5 separate regions of the Mus musculus genome follow, and all the other regions are linked to region 4. The links are chromatin contacts, called in public HiCAR-type, HiChIP or PLAC-seq and promoter capture Hi-C maps. All regions are on one chromosome and are shown on one strand. The core of a region is the stretch at or near the end of the contact, and the rest is flanking DNA. Distances in the headings are between cores, read along the strand shown.

Evidence for each region. Promoter capture Hi-C pulls out the DNA fragments that hold promoters and counts their contacts. HiCAR-type assays count read pairs that join an accessible place to other places. HiChIP or PLAC-seq counts read pairs in DNA pulled down with a chosen protein or histone mark. Capture Hi-C pulls out chosen DNA fragments and counts their contacts.
Region 1: a promoter capture Hi-C map of embryonic stem cells shows a contact between it and region 4. The contact joins the promoter of Pold1 here to the promoter of Ap2a1 in region 4. A contact is called at or near these places in 5 of 39 promoter capture datasets (cranial neural crest, embryonic stem cells, liver and 2 more), 1 of 115 datasets of contacts at active chromatin or transcription factors (effector CD8 T cells) and 1 of 9 other capture datasets (liver).
Region 2: a contact with region 4 is called in a promoter capture Hi-C map of adipose tissue. The contact joins the promoter of Myh14 here to the promoter of Ap2a1 in region 4. A contact is called at or near these places in 5 of 39 promoter capture datasets (cranial neural crest and embryonic stem cells) and 1 of 9 other capture datasets (adipose tissue).
Region 3: a HiCAR-type map of astrocytes shows a contact between it and region 4, with 2.4 times the contacts expected there. The contact joins the promoter of Kcna7 here to the promoter of Ap2a1 in region 4. A contact is called at or near these places in 2 of 115 datasets of contacts at active chromatin or transcription factors (astrocytes and memory CD8 T cells) and 1 of 9 other capture datasets (adipose tissue).
Region 5: an H3K4me3 HiChIP or PLAC-seq map of bone marrow-derived macrophages shows a contact between it and region 4, with 4 times the contacts expected there. The contact joins the promoter of Kash5 here to the promoter of Ap2a1 in region 4. A contact is called at or near these places in 2 of 39 promoter capture datasets (both in liver), 1 of 115 datasets of contacts at active chromatin or transcription factors (bone marrow-derived macrophages) and 2 of 9 other capture datasets (liver and pancreatic islet).

The regions. Positions count from the first base shown.
Region 1 is chr7:44,547,198-44,551,230 of GRCm38.p6, reverse strand. It overlaps Pold1 (polymerase (DNA directed), delta 1, catalytic subunit), which reads left to right and starts at 2,416. Exons shown (of 27, transcript NM_011131.3): 1 at 2,416-2,476. It overlaps Nr1h2 (nuclear receptor subfamily 1, group H, member 2), which reads left to right. Exons shown (of 10, transcript NM_001285517.1): 8 at 387-486; 9 at 723-931; 10 at 1,100-1,615. The coding sequence ends at 1,246.
Region 2 is chr7:44,668,341-44,672,278 of GRCm38.p6, reverse strand. Myh14 (myosin, heavy polypeptide 14) reads left to right here and starts at 1,436. Exons shown (of 42, transcript NM_001271540.1): 1 at 1,436-1,479. It overlaps 2310016G11Rik (RIKEN cDNA 2310016G11 gene), which reads right to left. Exons shown (of 5, transcript NR_152106.1): 1 at 3,922-3,938; 2 at 2,977-3,080; 3 at 2,446-2,616; 4 at 1,680-1,845.
Region 3 is chr7:45,404,545-45,408,996 of GRCm38.p6, reverse strand. It overlaps Kcna7 (potassium voltage-gated channel, shaker-related subfamily, member 7), which reads right to left and starts at 3,037. Exons shown (of 2, transcript NM_010596.2): 1 at 1,982-3,037; 2 at 1-52. The coding sequence starts at 2,635.
Region 4 is chr7:44,926,530-44,930,946 of GRCm38.p6, reverse strand. It overlaps Ap2a1 (adaptor-related protein complex 2, alpha 1 subunit), which reads left to right and starts at 1,457. Exons shown (of 24, transcript NM_007458.2): 1 at 1,457-1,667. The coding sequence starts at 1,601. It also overlaps a transcript of Tsks not described here.
Region 5 is chr7:45,202,547-45,206,751 of GRCm38.p6, reverse strand. Kash5 (KASH domain containing 5) reads left to right here and starts at 1,860. Exons shown (of 20, transcript NM_201374.2): 1 at 1,860-2,160. The coding sequence starts at 2,049.

The DNA.
Region 1 (4,033 bases), core at 1,167-3,666, 380 kb after region 4:
CCATCCAACAAGGTATCTGGAGCCTCCAGAGAGCCAGCCAGGGAGAAAAGGGAAATGGGCTGAGGTAGAGAATAACGGAGGATATCAGATGGGCTGTTAAACAGGAAAATGACCCAAAGACTCCAAAGGAATGGATATTGGAGCCAAATCAAGGATAATGAAGTATTGAGAGTTAACTGTGTGCAGAGTTCTGAATGCTAAGAATTAAACCTCTAGCCTGGGCCTCACGGTAATGTGGGGTTAGTGGCCTTGGATGGGGCAGTGGGTGATAGAGTTGAAGGAAGGAAAGTTAAGAATGTCTTACCTGGCAGAAGGGTGGCAGCCTGCTGGTCTTGGCACATTTGACTCTGGGGCAGCTGAAGAGCCCTGTACCTTGTCACCTCCAGATCATGTTGCTAGAAACAGCCAGACGCTACAACCACGAGACAGAATGCATCACGTTCCTGAAGGACTTCACCTACAGCAAGGACGACTTCCACCGTGCAGGTCTGTGGAAGGCACTGACTTGGTCCTGGGGTTTCTGCCCCGTTGGCCCTCCAGGCCAGGCAGGCACTGGCAAGGAAAGATCATGTTTAGCGAGGCCAGATGCATCGTGTAAGAGGCACTCACAGGGTCTGTGTGGGGCGGAAGCCGGAGTAACTGTCACAGGCTGTCCTTCCTTCCCCTTTGAGTGCCCTGGGACCAGGGTCCGGTGTGAAGCTGGGCTGGGGCTGCTCTTGCAGGCTTGCAGGTGGAATTCATCAATCCCATCTTCGAGTTCTCGCGGGCCATGCGGCGGCTGGGCCTGGACGATGCAGAGTATGCCTTGCTTATCGCCATCAACATCTTCTCAGCCGATCGGCCTAATGTGCAGGAGCCCAGCCGTGTGGAGGCCCTGCAGCAGCCCTACGTGGAGGCGCTCCTCTCCTACACGAGGATCAAGCGCCCACAGGTACGGGAGCTGCCTGTTGTATATGAGCAGTCTCAGTATTGGGGTCCAGTGGCACATGTTGGGCACACTGAGCCTGGGGCCTGACCACTCAGGGTGCTGGCTTTCCAGACAAAGCTGGCTTTGCAGGACAGGGCCCCAGCAGGACCGACTTGCCTCCTCTCCCTGCAGGACCAGCTCCGCTTCCCACGCATGCTCATGAAGCTGGTGAGCCTGCGCACCCTCAGCTCCGTGCACTCGGAGCAGGTCTTTGCATTGCGACTCCAGGACAAGAAGCTGCCGCCCTTGCTGTCCGAGATCTGGGATGTGCACGAGTAGGGGCAGCCACAAGTGCCCCAGCCTTGGTGGTGTCTTCTTGAAGATGGACTCTTCACCTCTCCTCCTGGGGTGGGAGGACATTGTCACGGCCCAGTCCCTCGGGCTCAGCCTCAAACTCAGCGGCAGTTGGCACTAGAAGGCCCCACCCCACCCATTGAGTCTTCCAAGAGTGGTGAGGGTCACAGGTCCTAGCCTCTGACCGTTCCCAGCTGCCCTCCCACCCACGCTTACACCTCAGCCTACCACACCATGCACCTTGAGTGGAGAGAGGTTAGGGCAGGTGGCCCCCCACAGTTGGGAGACCACAGGCCCTCTCTTCTGCCCCTTTTATTTAATAAAAAAACAAAAATAAAGTTTGAGTACAAGCCATTCCTGAGCCCAGTGTGGAGAGGGTGGGCCATCTCTCTGCCCAGGTGACTGCGCTTGGTCTAGGTTCAGGCCACAGGGGTAGGGGTCGCTCCGCCGAAGACAGGTTATCTTCATACAGCATAGTTTGAGACACTAAGGCGGATGGAGGCCAGTGGAAAAGGAGAGGAACTTTAAGAGGAGGGTCTCAAAAGAACACTTCTTTTTTTTTTTTTTTTTTTTTTTAATTTTATTTATTTTATTATTATATGTAAGTACACTGTAGCTGTCTTCAGACACACCAGAAGAGGGCATCAGATCTCATTATGGGTGGTTGTGAGCCACCATGTGGTTGCTGGGATTTGAACTCCGGACCTTTGGAAGAGCAGTCGGGTGCTCTTACCCACTGAGCCATCTCACCAGCCCAAAAGAACACTTCTTAGGGCCAGGTTTTCAAAAGCTGAGGACTGCATCTGGCCATGAGTGTCATAAGTCAGGAAATGATTTGTGGGGCAACAGAAGTTATACAAGAACCTGGGCGTGTAGGGACTCTGAGGAAAACAGAAAAGAAGCTTGCTTCTAGCAAAGCATCAGGGTAGCATCCACTGTGGCAGTCTTCTAACGCTCCTGCAGTGGGCGCTCGGGGACCGCAGGCCAAACCCCTAAGAGCCAGGATGCTGGGGGCGTGTCCTTGTTCCGTTAGCGTCATGGGGCGGGGCCACTTGCGAGAGGCGTGGTTGTGGGTCCTCCAGAGTGGGACGTGGTTTGATCGCCCAAGCGGGCTAGGGGCGGGACCCAGCGGGCGCGCCGCAGCTCTGGGCCTGCGCGCAGAGGGTTCAGGGGTCACGGCGGCGTATCTTGTGGCGGGAAAAGCTGTTTGAGGCGGTAAGTAAGGAAGAAGAGTATGGGGCGCTCGGTCGCGCAGCTGACGCCTCGAGCAGAGTGCTCGCAGAATGTCTGCAGCTGGGGGAAGGATAGAGCAAGGCTGGCAATGCAAAGGACAGATCCCCTGGAGCTTAGGACCTGGGGTGCGCTGGACTGTCCGGGTGTGGGCTCAGCGGCGTGCACGCTAGCCAGGAGGGAGGGGCCGGAGGTGCAGGGCGTTGGTGCCTGTTCCGCTGTTCGAGAGACAAGGCGACGGTATCAGAAAGTCCAGCAAGAAGTAGGAATGAGCCGGGAATAGTGGCGCACTTTTATCCCCCGCACTCGTGAGGCAGAGACAAGCGGATCTCCGAGTTTGAGGCTAGTTTAGTTTACAGAGTGAGATCCAGGATAACCAGGGATACACAAGAGAAACCCTGCCTCAAAACCCCAAATTTTTTTTAAAAAGTAGGAATGGGAGGAAAAGTAATGCCTTAGAGCCTTTTCTTTTTTTCTTAGTGCGTGCGCTATGATGCGCACGTGGAGATCTGAGGACAACTTTGTGGCGTTGTCTCTTTCCGCTATGTGGATTCCCTAAGATCTAACTCAGGCTGTTCAGCTTGGCCAACAAGCTCAAATATCCATTCCGCTGTCACATCGGGCCCCATGTGATGCTTTATATACTAAATAGAACAAGCAAATTGATACTAGATGGGACAGTCTGCTTACCCAGTTTGGTGTTTGGTGGGGGAGGTGAGACATATCCCACAGTCCCAGAGCAACTGTCACTGCAGGGTCCCAGGGGAGGAGCCAGGTGTGAAGCTGGCAGTGTGTGAGGTACCCTGGGGAAAATGAATGGTTACTGTTTTAGTGTGCCACCATCACCACAGCGGGAGTGGGAGTGAAGACAGCTGTCCTGCAGGATGCTGCAGCTTCAGAGAGCATCCCTCTAGCGAGTGGGGCTTGCACCTGGGTCTGACTGTCCTGAGGGGAATGGGAACGTTGTGCCTCCAAGAACATCCCTGTCCGGGAAAAGGGGAGACTGAGGTGACAGAAGCAGTTTGTGGGAGTGGAGGAGCTTAAGGGGCCACCCCTCCAGGAGAGGTACAGGAATCCTTGGATCTGGCAGCCCTGGGAGAGGTGACATGAAACAATTGTTCAGCCTTTGGAGGCAGGAGGATGGCATGTTCTAAGCCTGCTAGGGCAGCTTGGTGAGATGATGTCTCAAAATGAATAAGAGAGCCAGGATGTAGTTAGTGGTACAGCCTAGAATCCCTCAGTGAGGGGTTGGGGTGGGACTCAGTATTGAGCCCTGCTGAGTTAAACCCCCAGACCTCTACTGGCTTTTGAGACTCAGGCTTTCTAGCTCAGACTTGGCTTTGAATTTGCCTTTGAGGCATACAGCTTGGATTATGGGTAATGGCAGATCCAGTATGGATTGGCTTATATCTGGGAGGTATGTTGTGAGTGACTTACTGGCGAAGCTACTGTTTGTCATAGCACCGCCTTCCCACTCTGGTCTGTGGGAGCCAGCTCCACTGCTTCCCCCGCCTCCTTCCGGAGCTGTGTGTGTGTGTGTGT
Region 2 (3,938 bases), core at 187-2,686, 260 kb after region 4:
GCTGCAGAATGAAACCCTGTCTCCGAAGCAAAGAAGCAGGCCTGCAGCAGTGGCTCAGTGGTTAAGAGCAGAAACTGTTCTTCCAGAGGACCTGGGTTCAATTCCCAGTACCCACAGGACAGCTCAGAATCATCTGTAACTCCAGTTGCAGGAAATTTGACATCCTCTTCTGGCCTCCGACCGCACTGTATGCACACAGTACACATACATATATGCAGGTAAAAAAGCCATACACACACACACACACACACACACACAGAGAGCCATACACTCACACACATACACAAGGAAACAGCAAGTTTAGGAGACTGTTCAAAGCTGAGGCAGACCCAAGTGCTTAAGGGACTATGAAACAACACGAGCTAAGCAGTTGGAAGACAAGGTGGAGTGTATCTATGTGGTGAGGGCTTTGGGGACTTTGGTATTTACTTATCGTTTGTTTGCTGATTTATTTATTTTTGCAGTAAGGTGATGTAAACTTAGTGCTTTATAGCTCAAGTGCCCTATAACTGAGCCACATCTTAAGCCCTCTTTTTGTACTTTGAGACAGGGTCACACTAAGTTTCTCAATCACTTTGTTTAAACCCATGACCTCAACTCATTGCAGTCCTCCTGCCTCAGCCCGGCAATGCTAGCTAGGATGGTAGGTGTGGTCCTCCAGATGAGGTTGGGGTTTTTGCTTTGTTTTCTGAGACAGGGTCTCCTATAATCTAGGCTGGCCTAGAAATCTTTACATAGCTGTAGGATGACCTTGAACTCCTGATCCTCCAACCTCCAGTTCTCCAGGGCTGGAATGATTCTCTGGTGCCATCACTCCTGCTTTGCAAGGTGACTGGGTGGAACCCAGGGCTTCGTGCATGCTAGGCTAACCCTCTACTGAGTCTCCATATAAGGTCTCAATCGCACCAAGTTCAAGGCTTTAGTGAAATTACGTAGTGGAAACGCTTCACACATCTTTGAGCTCAATAAATGATTCTGACCCATCCACCTGCTTTGGGTCTGCTCACGGTCTGCACTCTACAAAAGCAGTTTCTTGGTGTGTGTCCTCACGCCGGCTCCCGGGGGACCCAGGCATTCCGGCCTCCCGCCGCCCCCTACGGGTGCGCACAAAGGCATCCATTCATGCCTGTTTACAAAGCAGCCCATTCACCCTGTCCCCTTGAACCAGCAGCTGCTGGCCGCTCCCCAAGCATCTCTATTGGTGCTTCCTGCTGGCCATCAGGCCCGGGTCCCGCCTACTGCCGCACATTCTCGGCCAGGTTCTTTTCCCACGCCTGGCACGCTTTGCCAACTTCTGATTGGCCTGGCGCGCCAGCCGCTCTTTTTGATTGGGCAGCACTGAGCCCCAGGGGCGAGGTCTGAGCGGGCCGCAGCAAGTGCTGATTGGTCTGTAATGCCTACCTGTGGGTGGGGCCGTCCACTGCAGGCCCCGCCTCCTTTTCTGTCCAGGCCGAGGCCTCTGGACCGCCCTGGGCGCCGGTGAGTGTCCGGGGACCTCCCCCCCGTGGTGCGCCCCAAGGGTTGGCCAGAGCCTGTCAGACCTGGGGAGGCCGGAGCCGGTGGGGTACAGCGGGGGGTCTTGGAGAGGGGTGGGTCAAGACATTCACCCTGGGTGCAAGCGACCCCAGGGTCAGGGAGAGGTAAGGGGAAGGTTGTAGTCACCCAGCCCGGATTCCCACCTTGTGCCAGACAGCCTGGGGTCATCTCTGACAGCGTCACACGGTCTGTTCTGCAGAAGGGGAAACTGAGGCAGTGCTTGGAACGTTGCATGATAGAACACCTGAGTCATGGTCTCCATTCCCCAGCTCTCAGGACTACCGTGTCAGATGTCAGAGGAGGAAAAAGCTGTGGACCAGAGAGAGAGGGGTCGCGACAGGCAGGGACAGGAACAGAGAAGGATGTGTTTGGCTGGGTGTCCCAGTTTGTTTTGATTTGACTTGGTTTAGTTAGTTGTTTTGGTTTTTTGTTTTGTTTTGGTTTTTTGTTTTTTTGTGAGTTTTTTTTGTTTGTTTTTTTTGTGTTTTTTGTTTTTTTTGGAGATAGCTTCTGAACTCACTGTGTAGACCGAGTTGACCTCAACCCCCAACCTTCCTGCCTGAGCCTCTCAAGGGCCGCGATGACAAGAGTGTGCCACCAAGCCTCACAATGGACATGGGCACTTTAATGTATAACTAAACTCCCCTCCAGTGTAGGAGAATGGATTTGAGGTAGGTTTGTGTGGTTTCCATCTCACAGAGAGTGAAGATATAGACTGGACCGAGGTGGGGAACACAGGGACCTGGTGTGCCTGGCCCTGTGGCTTTTTTTTTTTTTTAAACATCATAATAGTAATCAGGAGTTCAAGACCAGCCTCAGCTACATGATGAGTTCCAGGCGAGCCTGGGCTACTTAAGACCCTGTATCTGAAAAACAAAAAACAAAAATAAATTGTTCTGTAAGCCATACCTCTTAACACCTCTTAAGCCACAAGTTTATCGTAGGCATGATCACCCGATGTCTCCTCCTCGATCACCTTCTCGATTGAGGAGAAGACCCAAGCCTGAGGCTGGCATAGCATTTTGACATCATATCTGAGGATTGGGGCATCCCACTTCCAGGGTTCAGGAAACTGAGATTCTAAGAAAGAAAGAAAGAAAGAAAAAAAAAAAAAAAACCACGATAAAACAGAACAGAGACCTGGGTCCTTTTCCTCAAATAATTTTTGTTGATCTCATGAGCCTCAATTCCTAGCGAAGAAAGTGAAGGTTCAGAAGGCTGGAGGGAGATTCGAACCCTAGCATACTTAGTCCGGCTCTGTGCCAGCCCTTCACCTTTGCCCACAGCCGCCCACTTGGCAACAGGTTCTATCTTTGCTGGCTGCTGTGCCAGGCCCCGCCCCCCGCCCAGCCCGGCAGGTGTCAGGAGACGTCAGAACCCGGTCCTGCCTTCCTGACGGGAGAGGCCCCACCTCTTGCTGGACCGCAGAGCCGGCCTCACCTGGGTGCTGGAGAGGATCTGGACTCGGAGGCCTCCCCATCTCTACCGCCAGGCGCCCAGGTAGCCTCGGGATCCGCGGGATAAAGGAGCTATGCCATAGGGCGCTGGGTCGGGACGAGAGGGAGTTAGGATCCATGCTCCCAGAGCGATAATGAGCCAGGTACCCCAAGTCAGAGGGAAGAAGCTGAGCGTGGAACCCAGTGTCTGAGCGAGGAGAGCAGAGGTCTGGACCCTAGTGTCTAAAGGAGGAGGGCTGAGGTCTGGACTCATGTGTCTGAAGGAGGAGGGCTGAGGTCTGGACTCATGTGTCTGAAGGAGGAGGGCTGAGGTCTGGACTCGTGTGCCTGAGGGAGGAAAGCTGAGGTCTGGACTTCTGTACCTGAGGGAGAAGGGCTGGGGCCAGGATCCCAGGGTCTGAGGAAAAAGGACCGGGTCCTGACCAATCTAGGACTGAGGGAGGAGGCTGGGCTGGGGTCAGTACCCCTGGGTTTGTAGGAAGAGGTTGGGTTCTGGACCCCTGAATCTGAGAGAGAAACTGGGGTCTGGACGTCTGGGCCTGAGGGAGGAGAGCTGGGGTCAGGACCCCTGTGTCTGAGGGAAGAAGGTGGGTCCTGGCCCCTTGAGTCTGAGGGAGGAGGCTGGGGCAGGACGGGATCTATGTCACCCATTAGCTGAGGTCATAAGCTTGGTGCTGCCCCAGCCTCTGCCCAGGCGGGCGGGGCCCTGGCTGCTTTCCTTTTCCACACAGCTCTGTCTGCTCCTCCCAGGTGCTCTCACCTGCCTAAGTGACACTAATGAGTCCTGGCACCGCATTCCTGCTGCCTGAGGGAGGGGTGTGTGGCTGGGGCTCAGCCATTTGGGGCCAGGCCCTGGGCCCACCCTCTTGGCTTGGTTAACTTCCCTGAATCCCCACATCCCCACTTCCGACCCACGGCTGCAGCAAACCTCTCGACATCACCCGT
Region 3 (4,452 bases), core at 1,788-4,287, 480 kb before region 4:
GTCGGGGAGGGGCTCCTGGCATGGGACTGGAGCCATTCAGTCGGGCGAGGAACTGCAGAAGGGACAGAAAGGGGTCAGGGAGCCAGGCCAAAACCTCTAGTCACTGTTTCAATGTGAAAATAGCAGTGTCAGTGTTCCTGAGGGGTGACTTCACTGCTCTACACAACTCAAGACCCCAGCGACTGCCTTTGGATAGCTGAATGTCTGTTCTTCAGACCTAGGGGCAGGAAAGGTGGTGTCTCCTGGGCCTAGTGACATGAGCCTGTCATTCCACCCTCAGGAGCGTGAGGCAGGACAGGTCTGACAACTAATGAGACTGTCTCAAATACAAAGTGAAAAGAAAGTAAGGGATGGGGTTCACTGGCACAGGTCCTGCCTAGAACCCCTCTCTCTGTGAGGGGCTCAGGGTGTGGTTCAACGGTGGAGCCCTGTTCTGAAAGTGCAGAGAGGGGGGCTCAGGGTGTGACTCAGGGATAGCCGTTCCTAACCAGACACTCCCCCTCCCCACGGAGGTATAGCGGTGTGGTTCAGTGCTAGTGCTCTTGTCTAGCATCACCCAGTGGTAGAGCGTTTGCCTAATGCCTTGGATTGTGCCATCAAAGACTGTACATCAAAGATTAAAATACGGTCAATTGTTGTTCAAACCCCAGCACTCAGAAGGCAGAAACAGTTGGATCTCTGTGAGTTTAAGTCCAATCTTGGTCTATATAGCAGTCTACATAGCAAGTTCTGGGTCACCCTGGGCTACATAGTCTTTTCACATGTGTATACTTAAAAAAAGATGTAACCAAATACAGTCCCGCTGTTTCGCTGCGGGGAGCTCATGATCTCATGGCTGATCCGGGAGAATCTCTTTCCTTTCAGTATCTTACCCTGCCTGCCCAATGTTGGATCTCCAAGGGAAGGGTCCTGCTCCTGTTCTGCCTTCCTCGTGCCTCCTCGTTCCTGTTGCCTTCAGCCCAGCCCAGACAGCAGATAATGGTTCCGAATGGTTAAATGTTTGCTGTAGGGTCCTCAGCTCCATGCCCTGGCCTGACTCTGTGCAAATTCCTGTTGCTACCTCTGCTCTCAGTCCTAAACCTCAGCCTACTGTGTTCCAGTTTCCTGGCGGTCAGCCCTGCCTGACCATCCGTCTTTCCTATTTCTCTGCCAGGTGCACGGACACTGCAGTCTGTCTGTGTCTTTGGCCTCACATGTTCATTTTGCATGGCTAGGGATGAACTCCAGGGTCTTGCATATGCGTGGCAAGTTGCTCTCTATTGTTCCATGCCCCAAGCCCCACACTGAGGGATTTTAGGCAGGAGCTCTGTCACTGAGCCACACCCCTCCCTGGGGGATTCATCATCTTCTTTCTTAAAATTATTTATTTTATGTGGACGAATGGTTTGCCTGCATATATATCTGTGCACGTGTATGTGCCTTGGTGTTCAGAAAAGGGCATCGGATTCCCTGGAACTGGAGTTAGATACAGATGGTTGGGAGCCGTCATGTGGGTGCCGGGAATTGAACCTAGGTCCTCTGGGAGAGCAGTCTCTTTATCGCTTAGCCATCTCTCCAGGTCCCTCAATGTAGGGTGGTAGGGGAGTTCTACCACTGCGCCACATAACCCCCAAGTCACTTTGTGCAGTGCAATGCAGATGGTCTACCACTGAGCCCGGCACCAGTCCCTCACCAGGAAACTCTGGGCAGGTTGTCTACCTCTGAGGGAGATCCTCACTCACTGTCTGTTTCCAGGCAGACTCTCTCATACAGTAACCCACACTGGCTTTCAACCCGTGGCAATCGTTCTGTCTCCTTGCTAGGATTCTCGTATGAAGAACCATACCCAGCTTACATCTTTGTTTTTTTTTTTTTTTTGTTTTGTTTTTGTTTTTGTTTTTGTTTTTAAAGGGCTTCCATCCTCCTGCCCCTTGCCACACCTTCTGACTGGCCAGGTCTTCCCAGGCCCCGCCCTGGACCTCCCCAAATCCCCGCCCCTCACCGGGCCAGTAGCAGCGGCTACGGGCGCGAGCCCCGGGTCATCGCGGTCGTCGCGGAAGTCTGGCAGTGTCTCGAGGCAAAAGACCACGATGGAGACCAGGATGACGAGTACGGAGACCACGGCGAGCACGCGCGCAGCCTGCGAGCTCTCAGGAAATTCGAAGAGCAGCCAGAGCTGACGCGCAAAGGCGCGGCGGGGCAGCGGCCGCTCGGGCGGCACCGCGCAGCCCTCGTCCTCCCGCAGCCGCGCCAGCGCCGCCGCGCCCAGCCCGTAGAAGGACACCTCCTCCAGGAAGACGTCGAGGGGCACGTGCGCCGGCCGTCTCAGCCGGCCGCCCGACTGGTAGTAGTAGAGCACCGCATCGAAGCTGGGCCGGTGTCGGTCGAAGAAATACTCGCGGCGCGCGCCGTCGTAGAAGCGGCTGCGGCGCACCGGGTCCCCCAGCAGCGTGTCCGGGAAGCGGCCGAGCGTGCGCGCGCGGGTCTCGAAGCGCAACCCGGCCACGTTGAGCACCAGCCGCTCGCAGCAGCCGCAGGGCGGCGGGCACCGTGGCTCCATGGCGCGCACAGCCCGGGCGACCGGTGAACGGACGTGTGGCCCCGACGCCGCAGCCACCCCAGTCGGGTGTCCGGTGTCGGCGGGTAAAAATAGCATGGAAAGTCCGGCCAGGGCGCGGGGGAGGGGGCGGTGTTACCCCCGCGGGGCTAGGGGCGCCCTCTGCCGTTCCCACACCTGTGGAAACACTGCCACCCGGCGCTTTTCCGTGGATCTCTTGAGCTTTCCCTTGTAGTCATCTATTTTATTTGTTTGGCTTTTGGATTCATGACCCGAGGTCTTATGTAGCTGAACTGACCTTGAATTTATGATCCTCCTGCCTCCACCTCCCAAATGCTGGGATTGCAGGCGTATGGCATCATGGCTATTTATTTGTTTGTTTGTTATTTAGACAGTCTCCTCAGCCTGTCATTTAAGCTGACCGCGAACTTGTGGCAATCCTCTGCCTCATCCTTCGGATTGCCCGGGTGACAGTCATGAGCCACCCGAGACTATCTGCAGCATCAGTTTCCCTTTTCCATTTCCAGTCTTTCTGTCTCTTGTCCATCCTCCTGGAGGGTGGGGGGTGTATCCCCTTAACCAGTTGTCCACATCTTGCTCTCTGCTGGGAGCCTCTGTATCTCTCTGCCTTTTATTATTTTTTTCCAGACACTGGGTTTGGGTATGTATGTCAGACTGGCTCAGTATTGCAGTACTCTTGCTTCTGCCTCCCGATTGCTGGGATGACAGATGTGTACCACCACATCTGGATTTGTTGCTGGCTTTCTTTCTCTCCTAGTACCTTTCAATGAATGAACATCGTTTTGTGTGTCTGGCCTCACGTGTTTATTCCTTTGTGTCTCTAATTACCATGCCTAAGGAGCTCCGCAGCGGCCCTGGTGCTTGAGGAGTTCTTGGAGCCTCTTTTGCAACTGTAAACTGTTGCCCATGTGCGCCGGATCCTTGGCCACTGAGAGTCCCGGAGTTTGAATTTAGACTTTATGTAGGTGTTTTGAGATTAATAAAACCTGGGCTGAAGCCAAGAATGGCGCCAAAGGAGGCGGGACTTGCCTGGAAGGGTCTAGAGTCGGCCTGGAAGATGCGTAGGGTCACTGTCGGGAGCCGAAGGACAGACAGAAGATGGCCTTCCAGCCACCGGTGTCTAATGACACTAAGTAAAAAATAGTCCCTTCTTATGGGGTAGGGTGTTATAGTCACTTTCGGGGAAAGGGATCTCGCGCGCCCTCTGCCGGCCGGATGGAGACCTGCACCAAGAGGTCTCCCAGCTAAACCTGGCCTTTCCCTTCCCAGCTTTCTTTTGGGGACTTCTGAGATCCTCCTGCCTCTGCCCTCCCCCCGCCCCCCATCGCCCTAAGTAAGTTGTGAGAACATGGGTAGTGTCACACGCCTTTAATCCCAATACTCTGGAAGCAGAGGCAAGCCAACCTGTGGATTTGAGGCCAGCCTGGTCTGCCCATAAATTTCCAGGCCAGTCAGGGCTACATGGTGGGATCTTGTCGTTTTGTTGTTTTTTATTTTTTCGACAAAGAGTTTCTCTGTGTAGGCCAGTCTGGTGAGATCGTGTCTTTAAAAAGTCTGGTCATGGGCTGGTGAGATGGCTCAGTGGGTAAGAGCACCCGACTGCTCTTCCGAAGGTCCGGAGTTCAAATCCCAGCAACCACATGGTGGCTCACAACCATCCGTAACAAGATCTGACTCCCTCTTCTGGAGTGTACTTACATATAATACATAAATAAATCTTTTAAAAAAAAAAAGTCTGGTCATGGAGACCCAGACAGGATGATCCCTGGATTTAATGGCCAGCCAGTCTTCAAATAATAACGTGGAAGGTGATAGAAAGACGTTCAGTGACTACCTGACTAGAGGAGTGCCCTATTGTCCAGATACTTCTCCAGACCATTTTCCTTCATTTTTAT
Region 4 (4,417 bases), core at 208-2,707:
CTCAGTCCCTCACTGGGGGATTCAAGGCAGGAGGTTTATATCTGAGCCACACCCCAGCCCCTCACTGGGGAGTTCTAGGCAGAGGCTCTACCTCTGAGCCACACATACACCCATTCTCTCACTGGGGGATTAAACGTTACATCCTTAACCTTTTCTGTTTTTGAGACAGGGACTCTCCATGTAGTCCTGGCTATCCTGGAGCTGTTTACATAGATCAGGCTGGCCTCAAACTCACAGAACACTACCTTCTATTCACAAGGACTCAGTGCTGCCTCTTCCTAGGTCCCAGGACATAACTACCTTCTAGACCCATTCTGGGGGTGTCAAATTAGAAAAGCCTGTCAGGGGTGCCGTTTTGTTCATGGGGATAATAGACATGGACTCTCCCAAGTCCCTTTGCCCCAAATTTCTCAATAACCCCGGGCATTGGTGTTCTGGGGGCTTTGACTTCCCTGCAACTAGTGAACCATAGAACCTAGGGAGTCGGAAGCAAAACAAACTGACCCAGTCCTCAGCTGTGGCTTTAACTGGCTTTTCCTTGAGTGGTTCTCCAGAACTGATGGAGGAAGCAATTTTGATCTTATGACCATTATAGGCAGATTGTCTTCGGTACTGGGGTTTAGGGAGGAAAAAAGAGTAACCTATATTGAAAAATGTTTAAAAACCAAAATAGTAATCCCAGTTTTCCATTTTTGAGCTGTAGTCTTGGGGAAGCCACTCAATCTCTTTGGACCTCAGTGTCTATGGTAACAATCCTTAACCGGCAGTCCCTCCTCTCATGGATAAGAGGTTTGCAGACAAGTCAAATTTCCAGGCGTTGTTTTTAGGGAAGGGAATGCTCCCGAGGCCGGGGCTCGGGAGTGGAGACCGACTGGGAAGAGGGAGGCGCCTGCGTAGTGGACACCTCACGGTCTACCGCCTCGCCCAGCCCCTCTCTGCAGCAGGGAATTGCAGGCATCGCTCCACCTATCGCAGTTCAGCTAACTGACAGGGCTTCTTTCTCCTTCCTTCTCTACGGATCGTCGCCCTTTTGCCCGCCCCCCACAACCGCCCCTTCGAGGGCGGAAGTATGACGCTTCCGGCGAATCGGCAGAGCCTTGCGAAGAGCAATCTCCTCACCCATTGGTCTTCTTTTCCCGAAGTTCCGCCTCCTTCGGCCTCTTACATCCCGCCCTACTGGCGCGGAGCTGGTAGTCCATCCAATTAGCGTTGGTCTCGGCCGTTCAGGGGGCGGTCCCAGAGTGTGTCATCGAACTCCCCCGTCTCTAGGGCAACGCCCCCTGCCTCCCTGCTCCGAACGGAAATAGCCCGGTACTGCACCAATCATCACCTGGTGTCTTTACTATTTAGCCAATCAGAGAGAGAGGAGGGCGGGCGTTCTATTGTGAGCGGCAGGGCTCTCAGCTAACAAGTGGCGTACGTTCCCGGATGACAATCCGTAGGGGCGGGTCTGAGGCGGGGCGTCGGCCTGCAGCCAGCCCGCCGCTAGCCCGCCCTCCCCCGGCCGGCTCCTCGGCGCCGTCTGGGGTCCTTTCCGCCCGGTGCCGCCAGCCAGCCCCGCGCCCGTTCGGCCAGGCTTGGAGCCGAGCCCTCCGCCATCATGCCGGCTGTATCCAAAGGCGATGGCATGCGTGGGCTCGCCGTGTTCATCTCCGACATCCGGAACTGTGAGCTCATGACCGGGGCCCGGGGGTCACGCGGCGACCGGGCGGAGGGAGCAGGGAAGCGCGGGGGTGTCCTCCCGGGAAGGACCAGGATGGCGCGGGCGGACGTGGCGGGAGGAGGTGGAGGGAATAGGGCAACGGGTTAGGTAGGTCATTCAGTGCCATCTCGAGCCTAGATGGAGGAAATCAGGGACGCAGAAGAGATGGGAGGCGGGCAACCACCTAGGGCCAGGGGCCAGAAGTTGGGGAACTGCCCAGGAACCAGAGATGATATAATTGGGGACAGCAGAAAGACCAGATATAATAAAGTGGGAAGACAGCAGAGGGACTCGAGATGATAAAGTGTGTGTGTGTGTGTGGGGGGGGGGGGGGATCAGGGTAACCAGAGATGATGAAGTGGGGAGATACCAGAGGAATCAGAAATAGAAATGGGGTGACAGCAGAAGGATAGAGAAGATAAGGTGGGGGACAGCAGAGGGATCAGTGATGGAAGTGGGGAAACTGCAGAGGAAGCAGAGATGATAGGGTAGGAACAACACCATAGGGCCCCCAGATGATAAGGTGAGGACATAGCAGAGAAACTAGAGATGATAAGGTTGGGGGGACAGCAGAAGGACCAGAGATGAAGAGGTAAGGGACAGAGGACCAGAGGATGATGTATGAAAAGACTCTACATGGAAGATTGTGTAAAAGACATGGAAGGCACCAGGTGTACTTGTGCAGGCCTTTAATCCTACTACCTCTGAGACACAGGTAGGCTGATGATCTCTGTGAGTCCATGACAGCCAGGGTTACACAGAGAGACCCTGTCTGAAACAGCTAACGTCCCCCTAATCCCCCACCCCCAAACAAGGACAGCATTGAAGAGGCTACATGTAAAAAATAAGGGACTATAGTATAAAGTCTTGGGGAACCTAAGATACCAGCAGGCTCTGGGAAGGTATCACAGAGTGAGTGTTTATGATGGAAGCAAGGTATCTTAATGCTCTGTGAGAAGAGCTCTATCAAGCTGGGGGAGGGGAAGTTTGTACCCTGAGGAAGGGAACAAGGCAGGCCTGGATCCAAGCCTTTTTTGGCTTATTACAGCAATATGAGGACCATAGTCCCTTCTAGGAAGGGTTGTAACAATGGCCTGGCCTGGCTGCTGGTCAGCTCTCAACTCCAGGGAGTAGATGCTCTGTGTGGAGCTGTCAGGACCCTTCAGAGGGTCCATGAGTAGATGTGGTCAGCCAGAGCTGGCTTTGTGTTACAGAACTCTGTCACTGGGTGACCTTGAACGAGGGACCTCACCTCTCAGTTTATTCCTGTCAGGAGAGGCTGCTGATGGCTTCTTAATGAGGGGTGGCTGGGCTGATGTGGGGTGAGGTCCTAGGCCAGGTCCTTGTAGCTGCTGTTGGCATTGGCTAACATCTAAAGAAGGACTCCTCCAAGCTGCTCGGGGGCGGGGGGGGGGGGATGTTGAGTTCAGTAGGTGTCAGCAAAAGGACAGTGGGAAGCTGTGTGCTCCCTTACCTGGGAGATGCTTCAGACCCGGTGAAAAGAGGCGGAGCTAGGAAGGGTTGTAGACTTTGGCATGGGTATCTGTTAAAAATGGGTGTGGTTTATCTGTTAACTACTGATGGGTGACCCTCTGCACCCCACTTAGTCCCTTTGGCTACCTCCATTTCTAATAGGATGTCACCCGCGGAGATAAGATGACTTGTTTATATGATGAATACTATTTGATTCCTCCTGTATAAAAGTCCCTATTTGAGACACTGGGCTTACAGCTCTGTAGAATTGCTAGCCTTGGAGCTGGGGCTGGTGTCCAGCAGTAGAGCATATGTGCCCAGCATCTCAGTGAAGGGCTGAGGGCATAGCTTGATGATAGAGCATCTACCTAGGATGAACAAGGTCCTGGGTTCCATCCCTAGCACCACAAAGACAAAACCAAAACAAAACAAAAAAACCCCAAAACTTCATGTTGTTTGGGCATCTGTTCCTTAAGAGAGATAGAGTAGCAGAAGGGAACACAGGCTGGTCTGCCATGGCTGGCCCTGTGGACAGTATCAGGACTGGAAAGGTCGTAAGTCCTGGGTGTGAGAGGAGCAGGGTCCATGCAGGGAGGTAAAGTGTTCAGAGGTGTTGCAGTTGGAGCATGCTTAGGCCAAGTACATGCAAGCATTGTACCTGAGTGAGGACTGAGGAGACATGGAGGCTGAAGGGCTCTGAGCACCACTGTAGCTTTTCCGTGGCTAAACTGAGAGCTATAGGATGCTTTTGAGCAGAGGCAGGAGGTGATTCACTGGATTCCTCTAGAACCAGGCATGGTGGGGCTGAAAGGAGGCTGGTGAGTCTCAGGTTAGCTTAGACAAGACCATGCATCAAGGAGAAAGTCTAAACTGTTGAATGATTGCTCTGTCTGCAGTGTGAAGTTAGGATGGCAGTGGGGAACCAAAGCAACGGTAGCACAGACCTCTAGGGCAAGTGTGAGAACAGGACTGCTCAGATGGGAGCAGAAGCAAGGGGCTGGAGTTGCACACTGTCAGAGTAGCATTTGGAAGGCCACAGCACCAGGATGGTGAGTTTAAGGACAGTCTGGGCGCCATAGCAAGACTTGGCTCAAAAAAACAAAACAAAACAGAAACCAACCCCAAGGGGGCTGGAGAGGTGGCTCAGCAGTTAAAAATACTTGCAGAGAACCAACGTTTGGTTCCCACATCAGTTGGCTTAGAAATGCCTGTAACTCTAGCTCTGTGGGACTTCACACCGTC
Region 5 (4,205 bases), core at 611-3,110, 280 kb before region 4:
CCATGCTTCGCACATAAATGTGTCAAGCTGGGCATGGTGGCGCATGCCATTAATCCCAGCACTCGGGAGGCAAAGGCAGGCGGATTTCTGAGTTTGAGGTATGATTTTACACATCCATTTTCCGCCATGACAATAAACTGTTTAGAATCATAGACTGTCTCTTTTCATCAAGATCTGCTGTGGGAGCCATGAAGAAGGCCTTCACCTTCAGAGCCACAACCCACTCCCCCATAGAAGGCTTCTCTGCGCTCCCAGTCACAACCTCCTTCCCTTACCAAGATAAGGACAATAATCCCTGTGAGACTAGCTGGAGTTCCCCTTCTCCCCCAACCCCTGCCCCAGGCTCCAGGCTAGATGCTGTCCCCAGACCTCAGGCCCCTGCTCTTCCAGGACTCCCAGCCGTGCCAGGATTTCCAAGAGTCTGAGAACCCCACAACCCTGGCCTTGTCACAGGCCTGGGACCCCAGAAGGAGCTCTGGCTTTCCCACCCTGGGAGCAATGTCACTTCCTTACAGCCCAGCATCCACCCCAGAGGCAGTATGGGATAAGCCCAGTCAAACTCCCTGCTTCTGTGTCCTGAGTGGCCTGCAATGTGGATGCTGGGAATCCATCTCAGGTGTTCTGGAAAAACATCCATTGCTCTTAAACAGTGGTCTATGTTTCCAGCCCCAGGAATGGATGTTGATAATAGGGACAAAGCTAACAGGGTCCAGAATGCACCACAAGTTGTCCTGAAAACACCCGGCAGACCTTTCATCTAGACCAGGCGTCCTAGTTTGCTTTCTACTGCTGCGGTGCGTGAGCACCACGATCAAAAACAACTTGGGGTGAGCACCATGATCAAAAACAACTTGGGGAGTCTATTTCATCTTGTGATAGATCACAGTCCATCACAGAGAAGAGGCAGGGTAGGGGCTCGAAGGAGGAACTGAAGCTTGCTCAGGGTTTTGTTTTGTTTTTTTTCATACAACCCAGAAGCACCTTCCCAGGGGTGGTCTTGCCCACAGTGGGCTGCCATCCACATCACTCATTAACCAAGAAAATATCCCCACAGGCTTGCCTACTGACAGGGTAACTTTTCAGTTGAGGTTTTCAGATGACTCTGGCTTTTGTCAAGGCAACAAAAAACTAAACAGCACACACAGGGTCTGATGGTCAGTAAGGTGAGAAAGACCTTGCACTTTTTGCCTCTACCTCCCGAGTACTGGTACACTACCCTGCCCAATTCACTAGGCCCTAGGGATTGAATGAGGGCACCCTCAGTCAAACACCGTACCCCTGAGCTACATGCCCAGTCCTTATCATTACATGCATGTGTTTTTAAACAGCAAGGGGTAGGAAAGTGAACATGATAGGGTCTGCATGTGGAATTCAGGGGCCCTCCTTGCACCATGTGGGTCCTGGGGATTCTTCTCAGATCGATCACCGGGATGGGTGGCAAGTGTCTTTACTCTTTTTTGGTTTGGTTTTTTTTTTTTTTTTTTTTTGGCTTTTTCGAGACAGGGTTTCTCTGTGTAGCCCTGGCTGACCTGGCACTCACTTTGTAGACCAGGCTGGCCTCGAACTCAGAAATCTGCCTGCCTCTGCCTCCCAAGTGCTGGGATTAAAGGCGTGCACCACCACGCCCGGCTGTTGGACCCTTAATAATAAAAAAGTTCGAATAGTCCACAGGCATGGACTGAGGCAGGGTGATTGCTTCAAGTCCGAAGCCATCCTGGGCTACATAGCTAAGCAGTAAGTAGAAACTATAATAGTTTGGGAAAACAGCTTGGGTACCTATTAATGCGGGGGGCGGGGGGGGGGGAGGGAATGGAGCGGAAGTGAGGCTGGACCAGACTGCGCATCATTGTGACAGTGGCGGGCGAGCCAGACCCAAAAGAAAGAACTTGGTTCAAAGACTGACAAGAAGAAAAGGATGAACAGGGAGTCCTTCGGTTGAACTCTCTCCTGCTTGGCCCTATTTTGTCAAGCAGAAGGAAAGGATTTTTGTACCGCAGAAGAAAGCTGCCGATAATATCGCGCCATCACCGCTAGCCCCACTAGTGCGCATGCACTCGATCCTCAGGTCCAGCCTATCCTCCCGAGAAGCTCTACGCATGCGCCAGCTCAAGGGTCTTCGTAAGGAGAGACCCGGGCGCCATCCACTCGGAGTGCGCTTGCGTGAGTACAAGAGCCTGAGAGGGCGGGACTTGCAGGAGGCCGGCTCATTTGCATTTCTGGCGGGAAAAGGCGCGTGTGAACACGCCTCTTCCGTGACATTCGCAACCGCCGTTCGTCGCTGGTGTCCCTCAACTGAGTCCCGACTCCAGGTACGCCCTGCCTGTGGCGACTTTCATGGCAGGTTCCCCGGTAACATCACCTGCCAGCTCCTTCAAAAACGCCCCAAGTTTTGAGACAAGGTTTCTCTGTGTAGCCCTGGCTGACCTGGAACTCACTCTGTAGACCAGGCTGGCCTCGAACTCCGAAATCCTCCTGCCTCTGCCTCCCGAGCGCTGGGATTAAAGGCGTGCGCCACCGTGACCGGCTTCCTCAGGAAAATTCTAGTGGCAACTTCGGCAATCCTGTCAGACTCTTGAAACTTCCGGTTGCTTTTTGTTGCTTGTTTTCTATTTTTGTTTGAGACAGACCCTCCAAGTGCTGCCCAGGCTGGCCACGACCTCATGATCCTCATTCCCCAGTTTTAGGATTACAGCTCTCCCAGATGTGCCCAACTGCAATCTTCTAGAACTTTTGAAACCTAACACTTAATCTATTTTGTTTTTGTGGGTAGGGTAGGTGTTTTTGTTTTGAGACAGGGTTTCTTTGTGTAGCATTGACTGTCCTGGAACTCTCTCTGTAGACCAGGCTGGCCTGTGTGCTTCTGGTTCCCACGTGCTGGGATTAAAGGTGTGCACCACCACTGCCTGGCTTTTGTTTGGGTGTTTTTGGTTTTTGTTGTTGTTGGGGTTTTTTGTTTGTTTGTTTGTTTTTGAGTATTTTGCCGGCATGTTTGTATGTGTGTCAGGTATGTGCCTGTGGAGACCAGGTGGTTTTGTATCCCTCTGAACTAAAATTGCAGATGAGGAGGAGTTCACATGTGTGTAGTGGGATTCCAACCCATATCTATCTGGAAGAGTAAACTGTTAGTCCTCTTAACGACTAAGCTACCCTCCAGGGACTCTCTAGGGCTTCAGTAAATTGCCCAGACTCTACTCAAAACCTTGGATCCTGCTGCCTCAGCCTCCTGAGTGCTGGTATCACAGGTGTAGCCCACCACGCCAGCCGCTAGGATCTTCTAGATATCCCATCAGAGTCTCCCTCAAAAACCTGTCAGAGACTTTTCCTCTGAAATCTTGGTGGAGATTTGGTGTTCAAGTCCTATCTGATACTTTAGAAATCTGTAGTTGCCCTACAAGTTCCGCCGGGGACTCTGAAATCTAGTGACACCCCAGAAATGCAGCCCTTGAATTCTAGTCCAGGGATCCCCTCCAGACTTCCTCCATGTTTAAAACCCACAAGACACTCACTGGCCACCTGATATCCCTTGTTCCTCAAGATTTTGTCCGAGTTTCCCCTTGAAAGAGTCTCAGAAAGCCTCTTCTTTCCCTGGTGCCTTCTAAAAGCCTCTGAGATGGACAGCAGGAGGATCCCCACTAGCTGAAGACCAGCCTGCTTTACACAGCTTCAGAAGGCCCACTACAGCTAAAGCTACATAATATATATTTACTAAGTCCCTGTCTCCAAAAGCCAGATAATAATGTCTCCAGAAAACATTCGGCTGCCGGAATACAGGCAAGGCAGAGTGATGGCTGCATTCCCTGAGGAAAGGGAGAGAGGCTGCTTCTCTCCCCTTCGGTGACAAAGATATAGGCTGGATCACTCCAGATTCAAAATAGATTAAGGCGGGCTTACGAGGAGGCATCAACCTCCACCCACCTCACACGTGGAGATCAGTGAAGTCACACATCCAGGCTAAGCTTAGCAAAGGTGTTTTATAAAGCTTAGACGGGGAGTGATAACGTGCCAGCTAGGGGCTGGGATTATGTCCTTACATGGTCAAAAGCTGAGACCCCGGGGGCGGGGGGGGGGGGGGTTGGCACTTATGGGTGGATAGCTGGAAAGTGGAGAGGAGAGGTGTTAGCCCCAAGTTTTGTCCTTGTGGGCAGAGTTGAGGGGAGAAGAGCAAAGGAGGTTTCTTAGCTTTTGCAGGGGATGAGCAGGGGTTC